4 separate regions of the Zea mays genome follow, and all the other regions are linked to region 1. Evidence: chromatin contacts called from public Hi-C data. All regions are on one chromosome and are shown on one strand. Each heading gives the region's core, a stretch centred on a gene start, on an enhancer-like site or on the middle of the called end of the contact. The rest is flanking DNA. Distances are from core to core; before and after follow the strand shown. Region 1 holds the start of LOC100273265 (Calcium-dependent lipid-binding (CaLB domain) family protein). Region 2 holds the start of LOC100285054 (BET1). Region 3 holds the start of LOC100191512 (acyltransferase). Region 4 holds the start of LOC100191319.

The links. Hi-C and Micro-C count contacts between places; a contact is called where the count stands out from the background.
Region 2: a contact with region 1 is called in a Hi-C map of ear, with 5 times the contacts expected there. The contact joins the promoter of LOC100285054 here to the promoter of LOC100273265 in region 1. A contact is called at or near these places in 11 of 25 Hi-C or Micro-C datasets (ear, endosperm, leaf and 2 more).
Region 3: a contact with region 1 is called in a Hi-C map of leaf, with 5 times the contacts expected there. The contact joins the promoter of LOC100191512 here to the promoter of LOC100273265 in region 1. A contact is called at or near these places in 5 of 25 Hi-C or Micro-C datasets (bundle sheath, ear, leaf and 1 more) and 1 of 3 datasets of contacts at active chromatin or transcription factors (leaf).
Region 4: a contact with region 1 is called in a Hi-C map of leaf, with 6 times the contacts expected there. The contact joins the promoter of LOC100191319 here to the promoter of LOC100273265 in region 1. A contact is called at or near these places in 2 of 25 Hi-C or Micro-C datasets (ear and leaf).

Annotation. Positions count from the first base shown.
Region 1 is chr1:207,279,249-207,281,948 of Zm-B73-REFERENCE-NAM-5.0, reverse strand. It overlaps LOC100273265 (Calcium-dependent lipid-binding (CaLB domain) family protein), which reads right to left and starts at 1,438. Exons shown (of 1, transcript NM_001147706.1): 1 at 329-1,438. The coding sequence starts at 1,352. The coding sequence ends at 504.
Region 2 is chr1:207,089,361-207,092,067 of Zm-B73-REFERENCE-NAM-5.0, reverse strand. It overlaps LOC100285054 (BET1), which reads right to left and starts at 1,254. Exons shown (of 5, transcript NM_001157949.2): 1 at 1,094-1,254. The coding sequence starts at 1,107.
Region 3 is chr1:207,454,068-207,456,767 of Zm-B73-REFERENCE-NAM-5.0, reverse strand. It overlaps LOC100191512 (acyltransferase), which reads right to left and starts at 1,341. Exons shown (of 2, transcript NM_001136944.1): 1 at 538-1,341; 2 at 1-88. The coding sequence starts at 987.
Region 4 is chr1:207,529,352-207,532,051 of Zm-B73-REFERENCE-NAM-5.0, reverse strand. LOC100191319 reads right to left here and starts at 1,291. Exons shown (of 6, transcript NM_001136753.1): 1 at 1,170-1,291; 2 at 697-748. The coding sequence starts at 727.

The DNA of each region.
Region 1 (2,700 bases), core at 189-2,688:
CTTTGCTTTGTTTCGCTTTTGTGAAAGCTAGCTCTCAGTTGAGGCGTCGAGTGTTTCGTTAAGCTTCAAAGCATTGAACGCTCGATTGTTTGACCGTCTTCCACGCTTCGGATTAAAGGCATCTCTTCGAAGGTATAGAAGTTGTAGAACTCAATCAAATAGGCTATCGTTGACTGCCATGGATCTTCTTAGCAAGGGTACGGCCTTGCCGCTTCACTGACATCTTTTTCTTTTCTTTTCTGTTCATACTGCAAAAAATATATATAGGCGCCCACGTACGACATGGAAAGCAAGATACGGTTCGAATTGGACAATCAAACCAAGTACTCGATCAAATGGTTGGCGATTAACATATATTGCCATGGTTCAAGTTTTGATTTTTTTTCTCGACTGGGGTGATCTCACTTATTATTTGAATACATTTGAGCTACTCGACTTCGACTTGTTGCCTGGATTTCGGTTCCGTATGCATGATCATGATCTCCTCTCCGACCTGCTTCATTCTAGTAATCGTCATCGTAATCTCCGTCGCCGAACGTCTCCTCCTCCACCCTCTCGGCGACGCGATCCTCGAACTTGTCCTCCACGTAGCTCGCCCCTTCCGCCAGCGCGAGGCCGCCCAGCAGCCCCGCCGCGGCGCCCACGGCCAGCCCCGTCCCCATCCCCATCTTGCTGCTCTTCTGCTGCTGGGCAGGTAGTGGAGCAGCCTCAGCGCCGTACGCCGTCGGAGCAGCAGCTCCGTAGCCATAACCACCGCCGTAGGGAGGAGGAGCGTCGGCCGGGTACCCCACCGGCGGCGCGGCGTACGGCGGCTGTCCGCCGTACGCCGGCGGCGCCGCGTAGTACGGGTCGCGGGCGGCGCCGGGGTTCCCGTACGCGGGCGCCGGGTACGGGTTCGGGTCGTAGTAGCGCGGCGGCGGCGCGGCCTCGCGGACGGCGACGCGGGCCTCGAGCCGGCCCTGCGGGCGGCCCGAGGGCCGCTTCAGCCTGAGCGTGCGCGAGACCCTGGCGCCGCCGACGCCGCCGGCGTCATCGAGGACGTCGCGGAGCGGGAGGCGCGCGGAGCCCACGAGCGGCTTGACGGCGTCGGCGTCGTCGCCGGCGGCGTGGACGACGTCGATGTGGAGGACGGCGTCGCCCAGGCGCGCGGCGGAGGCGGGCGGGACGGGGACCACCACCTTCTCGTCCCACACGGGGTCCTCGCCGTTGTCGGGGTCGACGCGGGTGGAGCACTTGGGCCCGTCGTCCACCCACAGCACGGCGTAGGGCCGGAGGTCGCCGTTGCGCCAGTTGACGTTCTTCAGGTTGCTCGCCGACCCCACCGTCACCTCCACCTCGTAGCGGGAGCCCATGGCGGCTCCTTTTGGGTTGCCTTTGCCTGTGGTGGCGGGGATGGATTGGATGAGATGGGAGGACACTCAAGAGAGAAGGATCGCTGATGGTGAGCGAGTGGGAGGATGCCAACGGGAGGGAAGGTATAAATAGTGTGGCGGGAGATGTGGGGTGGGGCTCACCTGTCAGCTGGGGAGGTGGCGGCTGGCCTTGTTGGGACGGACGGACGGACGGTTGCGACGCTGACGATGCTTGACTAGAAAAGGATGGCTGGCTCGCTGCTCATCGGTTTCTTCTCTGGACGTTGCATTTGAACGGACAACTGCATGGGAGTCTATTTCTTCTTTCTTTCCTCCCTAAATACTGCCATAAATAAATATAAATATATATTTTCTTAGCGGCTAAGTTCATTGACTATCCCAAAAAAATGGCTGTACTTTACTCCATACACGCCTTAGATGATATTCTGCTTGGTTAGAGGAGCTTCCCAGCAAATAACTCCTGAAAATCAGTTTTAATGGACATCTAAAAAATTAGTGTGGGTAGATTTTAAACATTTCTCTAATAGATCTTTTAAAACGACAGATTGTTTCTGTGGAATCCAAAAAAACACATTTATAGCTACAAATGAGAGCTTTAAGTGCTATGAAAAAGTTAGGAGCACTTTACAGAAACTGTTGGAGACAATTTTTTGTGTTTTTTCAAAAAAAACTTGATTTGAAAGAATTATGGGGAACTCTTGGAGATGTTCTTACTAAACAGGGCCTCTACCTGACTACCTCAGTCACACTCCTCCAATCAAGGATGTTTGCCGGTATGTGTGGATAGGACAATCTATTCTCCTAAAGACTCCTCCAATCACCGGCTTAGTACAGCATCACGCGAAAACCAGAGTCAAGGGACATAGGGATTATGATCTAGCCTGCTATTGGACAGGAGTAGCACTCATGCTTTATGCTCTCCGGATCCAGTGCTGATGCTTCCACTGGCCAGTGGCCACTACCGAAGATCAGAGAGATGCCGTGAGGCATGGCGGTGGCGGCCACCACACGCCCACACGGTTTCGACGCGCAAGCTTTCTCCTTTTTCCGCTGGTGGGCAGGACCGCTGGAGTACCATGCACACACCATCATCATCACGACTCACGAAACCTTTCGTTTCCGCCGCCCCCATCTCATCCAATTCCTACCCCACCACCAGAGGTCCAATCGGTTTCGGCATGTAGCTCCGATCCCCAACCAATGCTGTCAATTCACTTCACATGCCTGACTCTGTGCATCTACAGTTCAACAAAATCTACCAATAATAAATATTTTGTTAGAAAACTTAAGAAACCAAAAGAAATACGGTGCCAACAAACCAGCCAAA
Region 2 (2,707 bases), core at 5-2,504, 190 kb after region 1:
ACTGCAATTCACCAATTACACAGAACGAATGCAGAGCAATTGCAGTAGGTAAGTTAAACTACCAGTAGACCAAGACCTGGCACAGTGACAGTCTTAATTAGTAAGCCTGTGCAATTAGATAGTATCGCCATTGGCTTGCAAAATGACTAGTGTTGGGAAATCATGACAAACTAATGAAAACAACATTTACAAACATTGCCACAACTGAATGTAACAATGTATTTGCATGTAAAACAAAAGAACAGGAATAGACAAGCTTAACTTAGTAAGGGGATGAAACAGAAGATTATTATATCCTACACAACTGCGATCTAGGACCAGAAAACAAAAATACAGCATTTAGCTTTGAATTAGTTCAATGAAAATGACATACGACTAAAACTTGTCTGGCTGCCCTGGAGAAGGGATCATACATGATGGTCAATATTTTTCGTGGATGTGCATATTTCATAAGTGGCTCAGGCAGCACAGAATTCAAAAGTAATCAATACATGCAAGGAACCGAAGAATCAAAATCAATACATGATGGCGGTCGATTAATGGAACCGAAGAAACAACCCAGGCCTAGGGTAAAACTAAAATGAGGACTATCCATCAGAATTCAAAACTGCCAAAAAAAAAACTCCTCATGGTCATGGTTTGACAGAACTGACTGCTAAAGTGGGGCTTCAAGAGGGGTAAATGGCATTGAATTCGTAATTCCGGGAAACCAACCACTGGTACCGGGAAATTAGCTGAGGCGTCACAAGAACAATGGGATTTACTTCACCAGGCACAAAGGGACAAGCGGGGGCGCAGCAGATAGTACTCAGCAGGTCAGGTATTGGAAGCTGGGTAACAGGATCCACCGTATGGTGCAACGAACGGTATAAACTACACAGATTTGCATGGGGAAAATTGTTCGGCACCAATACGGCAATACCACATTACTTCGCGTAAAAAAACGCCACATTCCTAAACACGCAAGCTCACGTTATGACATGAACCTGTAAAAAAAAGGCGGAATAGTTCGTTCTACCCACTAATAACAGTCGAGATAGATAGATATGTCCTGGGGATTGCTCGCTAGGGTTGAGCTATTAAGGATCCTGACCTTCTCGAGTTCATCGGACGCGACCTTCACTGGCCGAAGAGTTCTCACGGGTGCGGAGAAGCCGACGGAGCCTGCCTGCCGGTGTGGGTGGGCGGCGAGATCTGATGAAAGCTTGATGCGCCTCCTCCGTCCTTCTGGAGCAAGACCACGCAAATGGGGTTGGAGTCAGTGGGCCCAAATCGTAACCGATATTGGGCGGGCGGGCGGACCTGCGACACCTGCCTTCCGGTTTTCGGGTTGGGTGGCAACCGTGGCATGCACACTACTGCTACAGATGGGCCCATCGCCTGTCGGTTACGGCCCATTTCAATCAATTGGAGAAGATCAGAAGAAGTTCCATTTCTGCGCGGCGAATCGCCCGCCTTGGCTTCCGGCGATGGACGCCGCCGGGTGGCGGGTAGGGGGAGCCCTCTCGCGTCCAAGCAACGCAGTCTCCAGCCCCGATGCCCTAACGAGATTTCCGCTCCACCAGGTAACGCGCGACCTCAGGCTGTCTAGCAGCAGGTGCAAAATACGAGCCATTGGCAATTTTGCCATTATCATTTGTGGGCTTCGTCAGTATGCTATCGGACCCACAAATCATAGACACAGACGGTCCTACCAGTCATAGACACGGGATGGCATAATAACAGACAGTCAAATTTGAGAGTGGCAAAACAGCAAATTTCTCGCAAAATACTGTAGATAGCATTTTGAAATAAGAGGTGAGATAGGAAATATGATAGAAGAGCTGCTGGAGGTAGCTTCACTCTTACGGTGGCATTGCTGTCCAATGATGCTGTGTTGGTGCTAGTTTGACATCGGCTACGCCCAACACATGCTCGACAATATACTTCATCAGACACGTATATAGTATGGCACATTGACATGTCCTGTTTGGTACAACTGCTGTTTGCAGTTTGTTGGAAAAGCAGCTGAGAAGCTCGTGAAAAGCAGCTTGCTTATTATTTGCCCTTAGTTCATCAGAAGTGTTTTTATTTGGTATAACTTCTGTTTAAATTTATAAAGAAGCTATGAAATAGGTGTGCCAAACAGGGTATGAACTTCAGTGTCTGACAACTAGATGTCTATCATTGCCTGCGTCTTATTGTGGTCGACCCTGCTTAGCATGGAGAAGCTGCTTATGCGCTGTTCAGCATATGACCTGCTGTGAAACGAGACTCCCTCCCTCAAAATCTGTAACTTAGTTGGGTGACTTTTCAATAAGAAACAATCAAAACAGCTTATCCTGGGTGATATACGGCTTGCTCTGATAGAGTGTTTAATGGATTGTTTGAATGCACTAGAGCTAATACTTAGTTGGCTAAAAATTTGTTAGTGGAATTAGCTGGCTAACAAATAGCTAGTCAACTATTAGCTAATTTGTTAAAAGTAACTAATATCTTTCCCCTACTGGACGAGTTTTTTTTTTTAAAAAAGTAGCTAATATCTGAACCATTAACTAGAATGTTTAGATTTCTTTAACTAATTTTAGCAGTTAATTATTAACTCTAGTGCATTCAAAGAGGCCCTAAATACTAAAAATAACCCACAAAAAGACCAGACTAAATAATACATTATGGGTTATTGCTGTAGGTAAGACTGAACGAGAAGTGAAGTTGACATTTAATATAA
Region 3 (2,700 bases), core at 92-2,591, 170 kb before region 1:
AGGACATGAAGTGCCACGTGGAGGTGCCGTCCAGCACCGCGTGGTTGAAGGCGCACCCCACCGCCAGACCGTCCTTGAGCTTTGTGAACTGCATGCATGCAAACGCATCGCTGTAAAAACAAGATGACTTATGTTGCCTGGCCAATGGTTTATGTGCACTGTACAGGCAGCCGCTGTTGGGGTACTTGGTACCAGCAATGCATTACTTCCATCTGCCAGTATACAGTGGGTAGGTTGACATTCAAGACTCATTTACTGTGGAGATTAATGTGGATCGGAGCAAGATGATGTATGCATTGTCTAAAATCGTAAATTTGTTTTTTTTAAAAAAAATACTATGTTTTTAAAGTTTATCCTGTTTGCTGTGTTAACATGACATCATGAAGAATGTAAGGGATTTGTACGTTTCGATTTTGAACAAGGCGTCACGCAACTGATAATTAATGGGAATGGCGTGTCAAGTTTATCCTGTTTGCATGCTGTGATCCATAGCGCGACCGAAAGATCTCGGAAATACTACAATACAACGGCACTCACTTGGACGGCGAGAAGCGGGCGGCGGAGGCCCTCGAGGTTCATGACGCCGGTGTAGGGCACGAGGTGCTGCAAGACCTTCTCCGCCTCGTCGCTGCAGTCCCCTCCGGCGAGGTCGTCGACGGCGACGCCCTGGGCCTCGGCCTCGAAGACCTCGGCGCCCTCGTCGCCCTCGACTGCCAGCGCGCCGCCGTCGTCCTGGCGGATGCGGCCGGCGAGCGGGTAGAAGACGCGGAGCGCGTCGGCGAGCGCGGCCGTCATGCGCGCCACGGCGTCCGGGAAGTCGGGGGCGGCGCGGTACAGGAGCAGCTTCTGGTTGTAGTAGAAGGTGATGTAGGGGAGGTCGAAGGTGGCGAGCGTGCAGCGGTTCTTGGCCGGCGCCACGGTGCGGGCGCCGGTCACGGTCACGGTCACCGCCGCCGCCTCGTCGGCGCTGCCGTTCTCCACGGCCATTGCTGCTGCTGCTGCTGGGGCTTGTTCCTGGCTAACAGTACTAAGTGTGAGGAGTCTGTGAGGTGAGGTCGAAGCGAGGTGGATGGGTGAGTGATATAGGGAAGCCAGGAGGAGGAGGTGGGTGGATCAGGCATTTAATGGTGGATCTTCTCAGCGGTGGCCGGAGAGGCGACGGGCAGGATCGAGCACCGCACAACGGCACGACACGAGAGGGACAGGCAGAGGCCTGACCATATAGTGAGGGAAGAAAAAGAAGAAATCAGGAGGAAAAAATGGCGACCGGGCAACGAAGACGACAGCGCGATGGAATTGAATTGGAGCCTTGGAGGTGGAGAAAAGCGATGGAGGTGGTAGATGGTTCGGTTGGGAGGACCCGGATCGGAGGAGGTGCACATTTATGGCCTGCCGCGCGGCCTTCATGGTTACCACGCGACGCGATCGACACTAGGATGAAAACGGGACGGATACAGCCGGATATAGGGTCATCCCGTATCCTACCCTAATATATTTCTCTCGGATACGGGACCGAATACGGGTAGTTAAGATTCGGGACGGATACAGGACGGGACCGGGTAATAATCCGGACGGGTAAGAAACGGATAACGGATACTACTCGGGTAGGTACCGGATAATTGTCGGGTAGTTCATCCGATGATATTAATTGTCCAACCATCCATAAGTTAAGCAATACATAATCATGTATATGATACATCAGATGTAAGAAAGGAAACCGGTAAAATTGACATCATGCAGTTCAAAGTTGCTTATCACAAGAACATTGTAGAACCAACACCGCAATATTTAAAATTCATAAAATATTCTAGTTCTAAAAATTTGCAAATAAGTTACAAAAACTAATAAACATTTTATATGAAGATAACTCAAGTCCTCGTATGAAAATGATAAAGTGAAGTACTGATTATATTGAAACTTGGATACTTACACTAATTTCACATGTAACTCATACAAATAAGTGAAAGGAAAGAAATGTGGGCATCTTATAGATCTTATGATCCAAACATTTTTTATGGTTACATATGGACATACGTTGTATCTCCGTAAAATTTCACAATTTTTTGAGGCTATTTATGTATTATTAATTTCTTGTCATAGAAAATCATCAAAATACAATTAAATCATTAAAATATTGTTTAAACAAAAACATGATGTATTACAAAGTCATAGATCTCTTCAAGCTCTACAATTTTCATATAAACTTTATCTTCATCCGATTTCATATGTAAAAGTTATGATTTTATAACTATATTATGCAGAAAAAGAAAAAACGGGTACCCGAATTCCGGGTACCCGTATCCGACCCGGGATTTTCGGGTACTGACCGGGTATTAGTGATTCCGTATCCTACCCGTATCCGAGGTTCAATATCCGGGTAATACCCGTATCCGTCCCGACAAACAAAATACCTGTATCCGTATCCGAAATTACGTCCCGTTTTGGTACCCGTATCCGATACCCGTTCCGGGTACCCGTCCCGTTTTCATCCCTAATCGACACACGAGTCTGCTCTGCACTGCCGCTCTTTTTTTCTTCGATTCGAATCAGCCGGCCGCCCCGGCCGGCCCGTATTTTTTTCATGCCACACCTCACATACCAAACCAGCTCACAGGACACAGCTGGTTTGGTACTCTGGTAATTCTTCCTCCCGAAAGGGACCACCACCCGTATTTTTCCATTATAGCCTTTTCTTTAAAA
Region 4 (2,700 bases), core at 42-2,541, 250 kb before region 1:
TGGGCCAGTTCAAAGTGTATAGTACATGGAGAAAGGGAGGTCTAGGTTCTAGAATTTTGTTTTCCTCCCACTCCATTGCAAATGCCAGAGACAAGAGTTTCTGTGACAGCTCAATATGAAAAGGCAGAAATACATGGAATTCTAAATTGAAAATGACTATTGTGTTACTCCGAGATGTCACAAAAAAATGCAGAAATTCTATGAATTCGAATTTGAGAATTATATCATTGTATTACTTCGCTGTCCCAAAAGACATGGGCGCTCTTCCTAAGGTGCAACAGGTGAATGCAAGCAGGCATATACATCCCAATTTTCTAACCTTACTAAAGCAGGTTGCAACTTGCATGTAGTACTGTTATGAAAAGCTTATCTTTGTAATGCAGTATGAAACACTGCTACTGCAGGTTGGTCCAAACCAATAGTATCAACATCCAATGAGAATAAAATGACGTTAGGCAATCATCAATCAGCATGACTGATATGAATCCCCTATACAAAATGCATGTATTCTTAAGAGTCGATTCTTCTTTTCAAGAGCAATTAGTTAAAAAAGGCCAATCACTCAATCAGGGCCAAGGATGAACCCATGTTATTATGCCATACTTAGAACGTGTGTTAAAAAAGAAAAATAAAAACTTGCAATATATAACTAAACAAATGTAACTTTTTGGTTTTGGCAACAGAAAATAATTTTACCAGGATCATTCTCGATTGCGGCCCACGACATGTTGAGAGGCTTGCTCCAAGTCTGCAGGCAGAAAACGTAGCAGTAAAGATGCATTCTGGAAATACAGAAAATAGTACCGAATAGTCTGTCTTGGAGCATAAAAGCAGGGGCGAACCAGCAAAAGACATGTGTGTACACATGAACAACCAATAATTTTGCCGAAAAATGGAAATTAGTAGTCATAATACATGTATACACTTGTAACTCTTTTGAGATGGTATTATACACTTCTAACTAGATCAGATCCGAATACATGTAGCTAAAATATCTTCAAGTAAGGGTTCAGATGCTCTGTTTCGCACAGAGGGAAGGGAAGAGAATGGGTCAGGAGCGGACCCAGCAATGTTTGCGATAATTCGAAGTTATTCCTAGTAGGCATCAAATAGCAGATAGGGTTTGGGTGCTCGGCATCGCATCGCAGGAGGAGAAGGGGTGCGAATACCTGGTAGGTTCTCGTCACCGGCGAAGAGGCCAACGAAGGCCTCGGCACCTGGCGTAGGTGGGGGCGGCGGCGGCGGCGGCCGTAGTCGTCCCAGAGAGATGGAGTGCACGCCGGGTGAAGCGTGGTGCGGTAGCCAGGAGTAGCTCAGTGCAGACTCAGTTTATGGGGCATGTTTGTTCCGAGGAAATTGCTAGTTAGTTGGGTAAAAAAAATTCTAGTAAAATTAAACTAGCTAACTACTAGCTAATTGTTAAAAAGCACAACTATTAGTTAGACTGTTTGAATATTTTCAACTAATTTTAGCAGCTAACTATTAGATCTAGTACATACCGACATAACGCCCCGATTCTAGAGCTAATATTTGTTGGCTAAAAAATTGCTAGTGAAATCAACTGACTAACTATTATCTACTTTTAGCTAGGTTCCATCAGCTAATAACTAACGAGGAGTTGAAGGTATACCTAGGGATGAAAACGGAAACAGTAATTTTCAGATACCGGAAATCGTTTTCGAAATTTTACCGAAATTTAGGTCTAAACGGAAACGGAAACGGTTACCGAAAATACGGAAACGGAATCGGTAGAAAAACTCGGAAACGGAAACGGTTTGGGTTTCTTCCGATCGTTTCCGGAAATTACCGTTTTTATTTGGTATTTTACCGTCGCTAATAAATTTGGTATTTTTCAAAAAAAATATTAAATCTGAACTAATCTTATAAATTCATAATAAATTCATCTTAGCTTAGAAAAATATAAAACTAATTTTATTATTTTTCTAAAATCAAGATCTATCTAATGATATATAGTTTAGAATCGTTTGAAACTTTTATAAATCTTATTTATGTTTTCTTACCTCTTATTACTCTTGATACATATATTCATAATTTGAATGAGAACTTAAGAAGTACCAAGATGACACTAGTTATATTGACTATACCAAGTAGTAGGTGTATAAATAGAATGTAAATGCCATATCATTATACACATCTTGATTCTACTTTATTTAAATACATAATAATGATTTTATTGTTTTATGATTTCTTACTTTATATATTTATTGTGGCCTGCTACCTTATATATTATTATTAATTTTATATAAATGTATGACTTACGTGAATTTTTGAAGTCAATTGAGGGTACAAGTTACAGTTTTTACCGATCGAATTTTTAGATTCCGATCGTAACCGGTGTAATTTTCGTACCGAACTTTCGTTTCCGATGTTTCCGAATTACCGATATCGTTTTCGTTTCCGGAGTTACCGTTTTCGATCTCGTTTCCGAGGAAAAATATGAAAACGAAAATGGTTTTTGTGTTTACCGATCGTTTCCGACCGTTTTCACCCCGTATACCTAATAGTTAACTGGACTATTAGCTAGGGGTGTTTAGATGCCTCTAACCAAAAGTAGCTAATAGCTAAACTATTAGTTGTGTTGTTTGAATGCCTCCAACTAAGGTCTTGTTCCAAACCTCTAAAACTAATAGTTAGCAACTAAAATTGTCGGGGACCATAATTAGGGGTACCCTCAAGACG